Regions from separate parts of the Triticum aestivum genome. Here region 2 is linked to region 1. A link is a contact called in public Hi-C data. All regions are on one chromosome and are shown on one strand. The core of a region is the stretch at or near the end of the contact, and the rest is flanking DNA. Distances in the headings are between cores, read along the strand shown. Region 1 holds the start of LOC123187367 (eukaryotic translation initiation factor 2 subunit alpha homolog). Region 2 holds the start of LOC123184633 (SNF2 domain-containing protein CLASSY 2-like).

Region 1 (5,925 bases), core at 538-3,037:
TGCTCCAAAACAGGTACTAAGAATTAACTGTCCATGGGGAAACTTAGATGCTGGACAAATTAACAGACTGTACTAGCAACAAATACCTACTCAAGAAACACATGTAAACGTCTAATCGGTTGCAAGATATCAGTGTCAAGTCCTAACACCACCACCAGCCTGAAGTGAATTGCTGACATTGCTTGGAGTACACCCAATACTTAAGCAGTTAATTAGCCATTAGCAGCAAGGGGCAATTGTGGGGAGGGGTCAGGAATGAACCTCCTGGCCATCAAGCTTAAGTACAAAAAGAATCAGCTAAAGTATATTACCGTATGTCAATGAACCTATTCGAAGCAACACATGTCCTTGAAGCTACTAATTCTATGCACAATAGTAGGAACTTAAATACAGACTCCAAACCACCTACTATGAATAAACTGTTCATGGATGCAGTACTGACGCAGGGCAAAATTCATTGTTCGGGATAGCGGTAAGTGGTGCCATATCGGTCAGGTGGCGACAAGGGATAATATACGCGAATCGGCCAGTTAATCGGCCAAAAAATCAGTTAATCGGCTATTCGGTGACCTATCGATCAACTGGCCACGATGCCGATTAACTGGCCGATAATTGGAACAATGGAAAAATTAACAGACTGCACTAGCAACAAATACCTAGGCGAGAAACACACGTAAGCATTTAATCTATTGCAAGATATTAATTGTCAAGTCATAACGCTAGCAGCCCGAAGTGAATTGATAGCATTGCTTCTAGTACACCCAAACATGAGCAGTTAATTAGCCATTAGCAGCAAGGAGCAGTTGCCTGGAGGGGGTCAGGACGAAGAACAGTCCACAAAGAACCAAGCTAACTACACCGTCATATTTCAACCAACCAATTTGAAGCAACACATATCCTTCAATCGACTAAATCAAAGAACATCAGGTAATTATTAAGTACAGGCTCCAAATCAGCTACTAGACATTAACTGTTCGTGAGGCAACTTCGATACAGGACAAAATTAACAGACCGCAGCACCACTAACAAACGAATACCTACTTGAAAAACACATGTAAAGGTCTAATCGGTTGATAGTAGTGTCAAGTCATAAAACAACAAGCCTGAAGTGAACTAATGGTATTGCTTAAAGCACACCGAGTACTTGATCAGTTAATTATGCATCGAGCAATTAGGAGCAGATGGGGGGAGGGGGAAGGGGGGTCGGGAACGAACCTCCTCGCCATCGGGGCCGACGACGGTCTCCTCGTAGGTGAGGACGTCGAGCACGGCGTCGGGGTCGGTGACGATGAGCTTGAAGGCCTCGAAGGCGTGGCCGTACCTGCGGTAGAGCGGCCAGCCGATGCGCTGGTAGAGGGGCTCGAGGTCGACGCCGAGGGTGTCGGCGGCGTGGCGCATGATGGAGTGGACGAGCTTGGACTTGTTGTAGCGGTCCTCGCAGGTGGCTGCCTCCTCCTCGGAGACGCGGCGCTTGGAGAGGTCGATGTAGCCCTTGTCGCGGTCGACGCGGAGCACCATGGAGGGCTCCTGGCGGCCGACCTTGATGAGGGAGGAGATGGAGCGGATGCGGCGGCGGGAGAGCTCGGAGAAGAGGATCATGCCCTCGATGTTGTTGTACTCGAGGAGGGAGACGTAGGCGCCCATGTCGGCGATGTGCTTCACCTGGATCATCACCGCCGCGTCCACCTCCGGGAACCGCGGCTCGTACATCCGGCACTCGAGGTTCGGCGGCATCTTCGCGGGCGGCGGCGGCGGCGGCCGGAGGCGGGGGGGGGGGGGGGGGGGGGGGGGGGGGGGGGGGGGGGGGGGCGAGCTAGGGTTTTGGGGGTGCGGCGGAGACGGGCGAGGAGGAGCGGGTTATGGATTGGTTGGATTGGCGAGCGAGCTGCGAATCGACGGTGTGGCTGGGCCGTGGAGTACGTGAACCGTTTATGAAGACGTCAAACGGGGATGCGTGTCCATCCTCGTGTAGATACAGGTTTCATTATTTGAGTTACCTCCGTGCTCGGACACCGAAATTAGATATTTGATTCCTAAATATTATATACACAAAAAAATTCAACCTTAAGATTTAAACTGTATGGGGGGTTATGTAAAACAAAAAATCAAAGAAAAACAGTATAAAAAGTTGAACATGCTAGTTGTGAAACACAAAATATCAAAAGCGTCGAGCAACTGCATGTTGGGGAACGTAGCAGAAATTCAAAAATTTTCCTACGTAACACCAAGATCTATCTATGGAGAGACCAGCAACGAGTAGAAAGGGGAGTGCATCTACATACCCTTGTAGATCGCTAAGCGGAAGCGTTCAAGTGAACGGGGTTGATGGAGTCGTACTCGTCGTGATTCAGATCACCGATGATCAAGTGCCGAACGGACGGCACCTCCGCGTTCAACACACGTACAGCCCGGTGACGTCTCTCACGCCTTGATCCAGCAAGGAGAGAGGGAGAGGTTGAGGAAGACTCCATCCAACAGCAGCACAACGGCGTGGTGGTGGTGGAGGAGCGTGGCAATCCCGCAGGGCTTCGCCAAGCACCATGGGAGAAGAGGAGGAGAACTTGGGAGAGAGGGAGGGGCTGCACCAAAGGCATAAGTTGTGTTTGGGAGGCCCTCCTACCCCACTATATATAGGGATCCCAAGAGGGGGGTGCGCCAGCCCCTAGGAGATCCAATCTCCAAGGGGGCGGCGGCCAGGGGAGGAGTCCTCCCCCCCAAGGCACCTAGGAGGTGCCTTCCCCTGCTGGGACTCTTCCTTTAGGGTTTCCCCAGGCGCATGGGCCTCTTGGGGCTGGTGCCCTTGGCCCATGTAGGCCAAGGCGCACCCCCTACAGCCCATGTGGCCCCCCGGGGCAGGTGGCCCCACCCGGTGGGCCCCCGGGACCCTTCCGGTGGTCCCGGTACAATACCGATGACCCCGAAACTTGTCCCGATGGCCGAAACAGGACTTCCTATATATAAATCTTTACCTTCGGACCATTCCGGAACTCCTCGTGACGTCCGGGATCTCATCCGGGACTCCGAACAACATTCGGTTACCACATACAAGCTTCCTTTATAACCCTAGCGTCATCGAACCTTAAGTGTGTAGACCCTACGGGTTCGGGAGACATGCAGACATGACCGAGACGTTCTCCGGTCAATAACCAACAGCGGGATCTGGATACCCATGTTGGCTCCCACATGTTCCACGATGATCTCATCGGATGAACCACGATGTCAAGGACTTAATCAATCCCGTATTCAATTCCCTTTGTCTAGCGGTATTTTACTTGCCCGAGATTCGATCGTCGGTATACCGATACCTTGTTCAATCTCGTTACCGGCAAGTCACTTTACTCGTTCCGTAACACATCATCCCGTGATCAACTCCTTGGTCACATTGCGCATATGATGATGTCCTACCGAGTGGGCCCAGAGATACCTCTCCGTTTACACGGAGTGACAAATCCCAGTCTCGATCCGCATAAAACAATAGATACTTTCGGAGATACCTGTAGTGTACCTTTATAGTCACCCAGTTACGTTGTGACGTTTGATACACCCAAGGCACTCCTACGGTATCCAGGAGTTACACGATCTCATGGTCAAAGGAAGAGATACTTGACATTGGCAAAGCTCTAGCAAACGAACTACACGATCTTTGTGCTATGCTTAGGATTGGGTCTTGTCCATCACATCATTCTCCTAATGATGTGATCCCGTTATCAACGACATCCAATGTCCATAGCCAGGAAACCATGACTATCTGTTGATCACAACGAGCTAGTCAACTAGAGGCTCACTAGGGACATATTGTGGTCTATGTATTCACACGTGTATTACGATTTTCGGATAATACAGTTATAGCATGAATAAAAGACAATTATCATGAACAAGAAAATATAATAATAATACTTTTATTATTGCCTCTAGGGCATATTTCCAACACTGCATTGAACACTAAATTTGCACAAAGCATCTCCAGCAAATCAGTTTCAGTTGTGGAATTACGACGTATCCAAAAGCAAGTATAATAATGGGCTTTTGGCCTATCTATATGGCACTTTTACCTATGTGAAGGAGTAAGAGATAAAAAATGGTGGGAGTGGGTATCCAACAGAAAATAATCCTATACGACCGGGTCGCACGCCTTCGATCGGGAGACCCTCTCCCGCAGTTGATGCGTGGCAAAACTTATCTCAAAGCAAGCCTTTAATTCCCAGTTCTTTATCTTTTCTTCTCCAGCCCTAACACTCCAGCCGCCGCAACTCCTCTGCTTGCTACGTTGTTCACCGCTGCCGCTCCATCCAGCCACACTCTAGTAGGGATGATGCTATTTACGGATTCGAGTTCTAGATGTGGCTGTGATTTGTGATTTGGCTATTTGCTTGAACACTTTGGAGGATAAATTGCATCGTTTTTATGTCAATTTGTGTTTGTCAAATCAATCAATCAAAGAATCTGGACAAAAATTAAGGCCCAGCATCAAAACCAGTCTGGATGTGTGGCCGTTGCTGAGGACGAACCCATCGCCGACGGTGGTGCGGGAAAGGGCGTCGAGGAGAGTGGCCATGGACGCAACAAACAGAGAGGGGTTGGGTCGTCAGAGGTGAGCTTCCATGGAGCATGGTTGTGGACGGTGGGGATAGCAGCGGAGACGGGGCGTCGGTTGTTCCAGATGGGAGGCTGGAGAGCTGCGACGCCGTCGATGAGGGAGCACCGATGGTAGGACCATGGGGCGCTGGATGGGGAATTGGAGAAGGAGACAGGATGGGACGGCGTTGCCTTGACATCTGCCGTGACAATTCCACGACAACTATGGGTGAGCCACTCTTCCGCACATCTTCACAAGTCCATTGTCACCACAATGGACGACAAGCTTCAAGCACTTGATCTCTTCGTGATGCTCCACTAGAACTTGCACACAGTAATCTTGACGACGATCACCACTTGATGTCATTCTCTCCATGGGTTGAGTGATATCTTCCTCTTGACGCAAGCCCATGAACACGTACCTAACCCCACCTAGAACTCTCACATAGACCATGGGTTAGTACACAAAGCACAATGGACAATGCTTACCATACCATGGGATCACTTGATCCCTCTCGGTACATATTTTATGCTTTATGAGTTGATCAACTTGATTCACACTTGACTTAGTCTTAATCAACCTTGAATCTTTCCAACTGTCTTCATTTGAATGATGTCTTGAAGGTAAACATGAATGATCACACACTCTTCTTCTTCAAGACATGCTTGCAATAATCTCAACACTCACATGACCAATCTTTGGATAATTCCTTAATAGCACCTTGGTCAACTCATAAACTCCTTGAAACCAACACATGGACTTCAAGAAAAAGCCTATGAACAAACCCTTCAAATATAACTCAAGGCAATCATTAGTCCATAAAGATTGTCATCAATTACCAAAACCAAACATGGGGGCACCGCATGTTCTTTCACCCAGTCCGGCGCCACGTCGCTCTTGGCGAACATGAAGCGGCGACCGACATTGCACCAGTCGTACCTCGCCTCGCGCTCCACATCGGGTATGATGGACCTCAAGCCTGCGGCACCGTCGTAACCACCACCTCTGAGTTAGTGGAGGAGGAGGCCCCGCGCCTTCTCGATCACGGGCGCCAGCTCCTCCTTGACGGCGAGGCAGTGGCAACGCGGCAACGACGAGGGCGCGTCCATGGGGCTGTACCGGTTGCGCGGCGGGGACGCCGGCTCCTAGACACGTGCCGACAATGGTGGCGTCAGAGCGGCCTCCTTGAGGAGTCGGGGCGGCTGCGGCGCTTGGTCCTCATCGTCATCGGAGGAGATGACGATCTCCTCCTTGGTGGAGGAGTCGGCCAACGTGGATGTTAACGGGCCCAGAGAGCGTGGGAGGCGGCGCCAAGAACCACCAAGGAGGAGCTTCCACCGACTCCGCCT
Region 2 (6,643 bases), core at 903-3,402, 310 kb before region 1:
ATGTCCAACGAGAAGACCATAACTCCTTACTCCGTCAAATATCATTGTGGAGACCTTTTTTAGACGCATCAATTTTTTTTCCTGTTGCTTCACGCAAAAAAAAAAAGAATCTCCCGTTACAACTCACGGGCATGTGTGCTTCATTCATAGAGGGCGATTATGCAGAGTCTTGTGGTGCTGTGATCCGTGATCATCGGGGATCTTTCATGTCGGCGTCCACAACGAGATTAGAACATGTAGCTGATGTATTCACGACAGAAAGCGACATCTTTGCTTGAAGGATTGAAGCTAACAAGAGATACGAAATGCAATAACTTGATGGTGAGATCGGATAATATCACGGTGGTGGATGCACTTAGATTCAACGAAGGTTATTCTATGGTGGCAGCACCGGTTCTTGATGAATGCCGTAGTTATCTAGTAGATTTTGGAAGGTTTACTATTAAGCATTGTATTAGAGAGTCAAATTATGTATCTCATGCGCTGGCTAAATGGGGACGTGCTAATAATCCATCTCATTGAATTGATGCCCCATCCGATTTCATTGTGACTCTACTGACAGACGATATATTCATCCTTTGATTAATATAAAATAAGTTTTCCTAAAAAAACATATTGTATGTGCATGCACGTAAATGAACATGTTTACTCCTCCAAATCAAATGCAGAAGCAGTAAACATGTTCACATTTGGAAGCCAGCCGCGCAGTATTTACTCCTCCAACACTGGTCAATGCAGCGGACCCACCAGAGCTCGCCCGCATCCCTATGATCGCGCGCGCCCCCCTCTCTCTCTCTCTCTCTCTTCCTCCTCCTCCTGCTGCTACTGCTGGCTGCTCCGTCACGTCCCGTCGCCGCTGCCATTTGTTGCTGCTTCGCCTCTTCCCCAGACGAGCGTGTGCACTCGAGTACTTGGCCTGACCGCACCTCAGCGAAGAGACCCAGAGGCCAGAGCCTTCTCCTCCGCCCTCCCCTTGCTCCCCTTCCACACTCATCTCTCCAAGAACCTTCTACAATCTACATGGTCGCCTCCGCCCGCCTGGGCAATCGCAATCTACGTTCCCCTCTTTAGCTCCGCCGCCGGCAACCATTGCCCCTCGTCGCTAGATTGGTTTTGCGGCCGGCAGCTAGCGGCGCCTCCTCCCATTCCGTCGGTACGTCCGGGGAGGATATGCTCTGTTTCCGTCGATTCTTGCTCTCGTGTATGGGGCGTCTCTGGTCGATCGACGCAGGAAATAGGCTTAAATAAGCATGGATCCACCGGCGCTTCGAGTTTGTTCTGTTCCGTCGCAGATTCTCTCATCTTTTTTCTGTTTCACCAGATCGAATCCGTGTTTTGTTTGCTCTTAAACACGATTTCTTTTCTTGGATAAGCAGCACTAGACAATTTGTTTTTCGTCACATTTATTAGTAGTATCGGTTCGGCACTAGTACATGAATCTTGCATTTTCTCGAGAAAAATAGAGTAAACGAATCTGCATGCATATGGAGATACTCCGTAGAAGAGTGCGGAATTTATTCACCATAGATCGTGCTTTGAGATTCTCACGTTGTATGTCGCTATATTTGTAGGAGTACCACTCTCTCTGCATGCATATGGAGCATTTGTTTGTGCAAATCAATTTGTATGTATGTTCAGCGTAGGAAAATAATTAACGATTAAGTGATAGTCGAATCTCGACCTCCTTTTCTTTTTGCGAGGAGTCGAATCTAGACCTCTTGGATCTTCGTTTTGTTCCGTCGCAGATTCTCTCACCTTATTTGTGTTTCAGCAAAAAATAGTATCAGTACATGAATCTTGCATTTTTCTGGAGAAAAGAAGAGTGATGTAGATATTTATGATAGTGTGGAATTTATTCACCATAGATCGTGCTTTGAGATTCTCACGTTTTATGTCGCTATATTATGCACCATTGTGCTCTCTCTATGATGAATTAATTCATATTTTGCTTGTGCAAATCCATTTAATTGTATATATTCTGCGTTGGAAGATAACTAATGATTAAGTAATAATCAAATCTAGATCTCGTTGCTCAATCTTTTAAGATGTGAAATGAGATGTGCTACAACGAAGATGACGAGAACATGCGAATCTCAAAGCATGAACTGATGCTAGATTTAGGGGTTGTATGGCCCACCGGGGGCAGACATGTACTGTCCATTTAGAATATTGTTGATCAAAAAATTCAGATTTCTTTTTCGGTATGAAGCAAACCATTACAAAATTCTGCTTAGCAGGCAGTTGAATTTCACATCATGAGGTGCTAAGCTACATGGCTGAAGATACGCTCAAGGGAGGACCTAAAGGTCGCTGGAGCCATCCCATCAGTGAAACCTGTAAGCAAGTAGCATGGCAATTATCCATTAAACACTGCTAGGATCAAATATCTATATATAACTTTACATAAAAAATTATCTATATATAACTGAATATCTCCTTTGCTTGCAGCATTTGAAGCATTTTATGATGGCTCATGGCATGGAGTTAATTGTATAAGGGTCAGGGATGGTGGTCTGTTCGTTAAATTTATCTACTCTGGTTCCACAGTCGAGCATAATGTGGATGGGGATCATCTGCGCCTACGTTCCAGAAGGGCTACGTACTTTGACTGCTCACATGTTCTCAAGCCGGGTGTTGATATCTGTGTACAATCGTCTCATCAACTGCAAGGAAGTGCGACTGGGGAAATGAAATCTTCGGTATGTCAACCTACTATTTATGATTAATTGTAAAAGCTTTACATACCCATTCTGTTTTATCTTCAAAAAGTACACAGTAATGAATTTTTAGGAACAAAAAAAAACATAATGTGCTGAATATGAAGACTTGAATGCAAAAGCCATACCATCATCTGTTATGCACGTAATTTAATATCAGTATTTTTTCTCACACACAGACCCAAATGTGTGGCTTCTTGTATTAGAAGAAACTTTAAGATGACAAAAACCCTACTACAAAAGAAGGAACCAAGAGTTTAAACTACCAATGAACTGTATAGGGAAAACTGCATCATATCTTGATTACTTTATTCTCTTATACATGCAGATGTTACTGTGTCATGATGCAAGGCTCATCACAATCAAGAGAAATCATATTGAAGATCAGTGTCTCTGCTTGTTTGTTATTATGCTCTACAAGAACCAATGTCCTGACAATACAGAAAATGGACAAGTGATATCTGATAGAAGAGAGCAGCTGGTGACCCTAAACAATATCTTCCTCTTGCAAAAGCTCCAACCTAAGGAGCTCCATGAGGGAAGCGTACAATGGAGTTGTGCAGAGGACTGCCTTTCTCACAACAGAAGCAAGCTGTTAAGTGCAAGATTCTCCCAAGAAATTGCACATCTCGTAGTTTTGTCTATCCTGAATGGAATGGAGTTCAGCATCAAGTTGGTAGAAGGAAACATCATCTACAGAATCATCAAAGGAGGCCGAGCGCGTTGCAATATTGATTCCATCAGCACACCTCCAGGCTTTGGCAACAGCATGGAGATAGTTTCATTCCAACTACGCAATGAGGCTTTATGCCCAATTATCAGGAATATCCCTGTCACTCATGCAAAGAAGCACAATCTCACAGAAGGCATGAGATTCACTATGAAGGCTGAATTGGATGGTCAATTGGAAGACAGGAGATTTACGGTCAAGACTGAGTTGGATGGTCTATTGGATGTTTTCTCGTATGAACAAGTGGATTTGAGGCGCTCAAAGCGTCGGAAAACTCAAGCAGAGCGCTTTACTAGCTATGATACGCCTAATTTTGGTCGTGACAGGTGGAAGAGACGTGATGCGCCTTCCACCAAGCATGGCAATTCACAAAGAGCTTTGCGTCGAGATTCACCGGTTAAAGTAGAATCAACCTATGCAGAGGTCCCAGTGAATATCACACGGAAACAAACAAGTGCAACCGTTTTCATGGTCAAGGAAAACCCAAACACCACAGAAGGGAAGCACAAGAGCACAGCAAGGATAACTCCTGTTAAGGAAAAACCCAGCTCTGTGGAAGTTAAGGAGGAGAGTACAGTTGAAGAAAGATCTCCGGGTCCTCATGTTCCACGGACACCTGCAAAGAGTAAGGAGAAGAATCTTCGCCCCCCTTTATCTCTTTGGCGGAAGTCATTTACTTCATCACGCAGCCTAAATGGCAATTCTGAGCCAGCATTTGGTCGTAAAAGGAAGGAACACATGTGCGAAAGAGAATACAAGAAAATGATAAACCAATGCATAGGAAACATCCAGAGTGAAATGGAGAGGGACTTTGAGTTCAATCTAGGTGCTCCGATGATGAATTACGGTCAAGATTTTTACGGAGAAGTGAATTTTACATGGCCAGCTTCTGCTGATAATGACAGTCAAGAAGAGAAAGATGGTCTTGAGGAATTTTGGAAAGAAATGGACCACTCATTGACCACACTAGCGCTTGAGAAAAATCAGGTACGCTTTGTATTTCTTTTATAATTTTTCAACTTTCTCGTGAAATGATTTTTAACTTCTCGTGAAAATGGAGGACCTTGAATTTGGAAATATGCAAGCAGCTGTGTCCCTTTTGTGGCTATGAACATCTTTGTTCTTATCTTATTTAAGATACTGAGATAGTTCTCATTCTGAATTCCTGATATACTCAAGCCTGAGTCTGTTTGTACTTCTGAAAAAGCTATCTATGAAACCTTAGGGATTATGAGATATTTTTGGGATAATTTTAATGTTAACCAAAACCATCTTTTTTGCTTGATATTTCCTTATTATCTGCTACTAAATTGGCCAATTAGGAAAGACGAACCGTGGGAACTCGCTAAAAGTTGTACATCTACTCCTACATCACAAGTCTTTTTGGTTGCAATATGATAAATTATTTTAAGTGCAATGTTCAACATGCTGTGACATAGTAACATTTTGGTATGTTATGTCATTTGACTGATCATTGTTGCTTCTAGCAACTTAGCATATAAAAGGATGTATACAAATAATGGATCAAAGGAAATTTGTTAGCGCGCCCTTGCAATCATAATGCCGTGAATTACTTGATGTTCTTCATAAAAAAAAGTATGTCATGCTACTCATTTTTTTCCGCACTTTGAGAATAAGAACAGATACAATTTTCAGGACTCACATTCAGAAGCAGTTCATCAAACCACTGCCGGTTTAGGTAAAAGTGAAGAAAATCCATGTGATCATGACTGCATGCTGGACGAGGGGCTTGGACTGGTGTGCAGATTATGCAATGTTGTATGTGTGGAGATAAAGCATATCTTTCCGCAAATGGTAGGTCCAATTAAAGCAATTTCAACATCTTTTCACTGCTTTCACTTTTGACTCGTCATCGACAGGATGCATAATATATTCGTTCCATGCAGGCCAATGGTAATGGCTATAACAAGGAGAGACCTGGATGCCGCAATTTGGATCATGATGATCTTGTGCTTGATCCTTCTCTTCTTGCAATCTTGGGACCAGAGTTTTCAGAACTGAGGGGCTCCGGGAACCTGTGGGGTTTAATACCAGATCTTGAGCCTAAACTACTTCCTCACCAAAGGAATGCATTTGAATTCATTTGGAAGAACTTGGCGGGATCGCTGCAACTTGAGGAAATGTATAATCCAACAGCCAGTACCGGTGGCTGTGTGGTTGCACATACTCCTGGATCAGGAAAAACTCTGCTGCTGATCTCATTTCTTGTCAGTTACTTGAAAGTTCACCCGAGAAGCCGGCCATTGGTGCTTACTCCAAAATCTGCTATCCATACATGGATGAGAGAATTTGAGAAATGGGGCATTTCACTTCCTCTGCATGTGCTTCACCAGACTGACAAAAGAGGCAAGCCAATGGGGCCTATTGATCCTAGGCTGCAGGCAATTTTAAGCAATTTTCGCCAACCGAACTGGAAAAATATTTGCCTTGTGGATCGGCTGGACAAGTTATGCAAGTGGCATGAGCATCCAAGTGTTCTCCTCATGACATACTCATCTTTCTTACGTCTGGCCAAAGAAAACTCAAGAATGCCGCAGCGAGCATTCATGGCGCAAGTCCTGATCAACAACCCTGGGCTGTTGATCCTCGACGAGGGACACAACCCGAGGAGCAACAAATCCAAGTTGAGGAGGGTGCTGATGAAGGTGAAGACTGAGTTTAGAATCCTCATGTCTGGTACAGTCTTCCAGAATAACTTTGAAGAGTATTTCAACACCCTATCTCTGGCCAGACCTCGGTTTGTCGACGATGTTATGACTGCGCTTGTCCCAGAAAGGAAGAAGGAGACAAGGGGCAGGAGAGCTAAACATAGAGAAGCAGTGGCAAGGCGCATCTTCGTGGACAGAGTTGGGCAGATGATCGAGTCCAGCGACAACTGGGACCGGGCAGGTGGTATCAGTTTGTTAAACAAGCTTACATGTGGGTTCATCGATTCATTCGAAGGGTCAAAGCTAAGGAGCCTTCCAGGGATACATGTATATACAATTTTCATGAAACCCACTGAAATTCAAGAGGATATACTTTCAAGAATATCGATGGCCACGTCATGCGGCGGCCGTTACCTTCTCGAGGTTGAGCTGCTCATCACGATTGCGTCTATCCATCCATGGCTCATAAAAACAATCAAATCTTGTAGCACTTACTTCACTCCAGAAGAATTGCATAAAGTTGACAA

What was found. A called contact is a pair of places that touch in the nucleus more often than the background predicts.
Region 2: a Hi-C map of leaf shows a contact between it and region 1, with 6 times the contacts expected there. The contact joins the promoter of LOC123184633 here to the promoter of LOC123187367 in region 1. A contact is called at or near these places in 2 of 5 Hi-C or Micro-C datasets (both in leaf).

The regions. Positions count from the first base shown.
Region 1 is chr2A:47,075,363-47,081,287 of IWGSC CS RefSeq v2.1, reverse strand. LOC123187367 (eukaryotic translation initiation factor 2 subunit alpha homolog) reads right to left here and starts at 1,787. Exons shown (of 5, transcript XM_044599218.1): 1 at 1,216-1,787. The coding sequence starts at 1,734.
Region 2 is chr2A:47,384,933-47,391,575 of IWGSC CS RefSeq v2.1, reverse strand. LOC123184633 (SNF2 domain-containing protein CLASSY 2-like) reads left to right here and starts at 2,152. Exons shown (of 5, transcript XM_044596724.1): 1 at 2,152-2,336; 2 at 2,449-2,699; 3 at 3,046-4,434; 4 at 5,104-5,262; 5 at 5,355-6,643. The coding sequence starts at 2,273.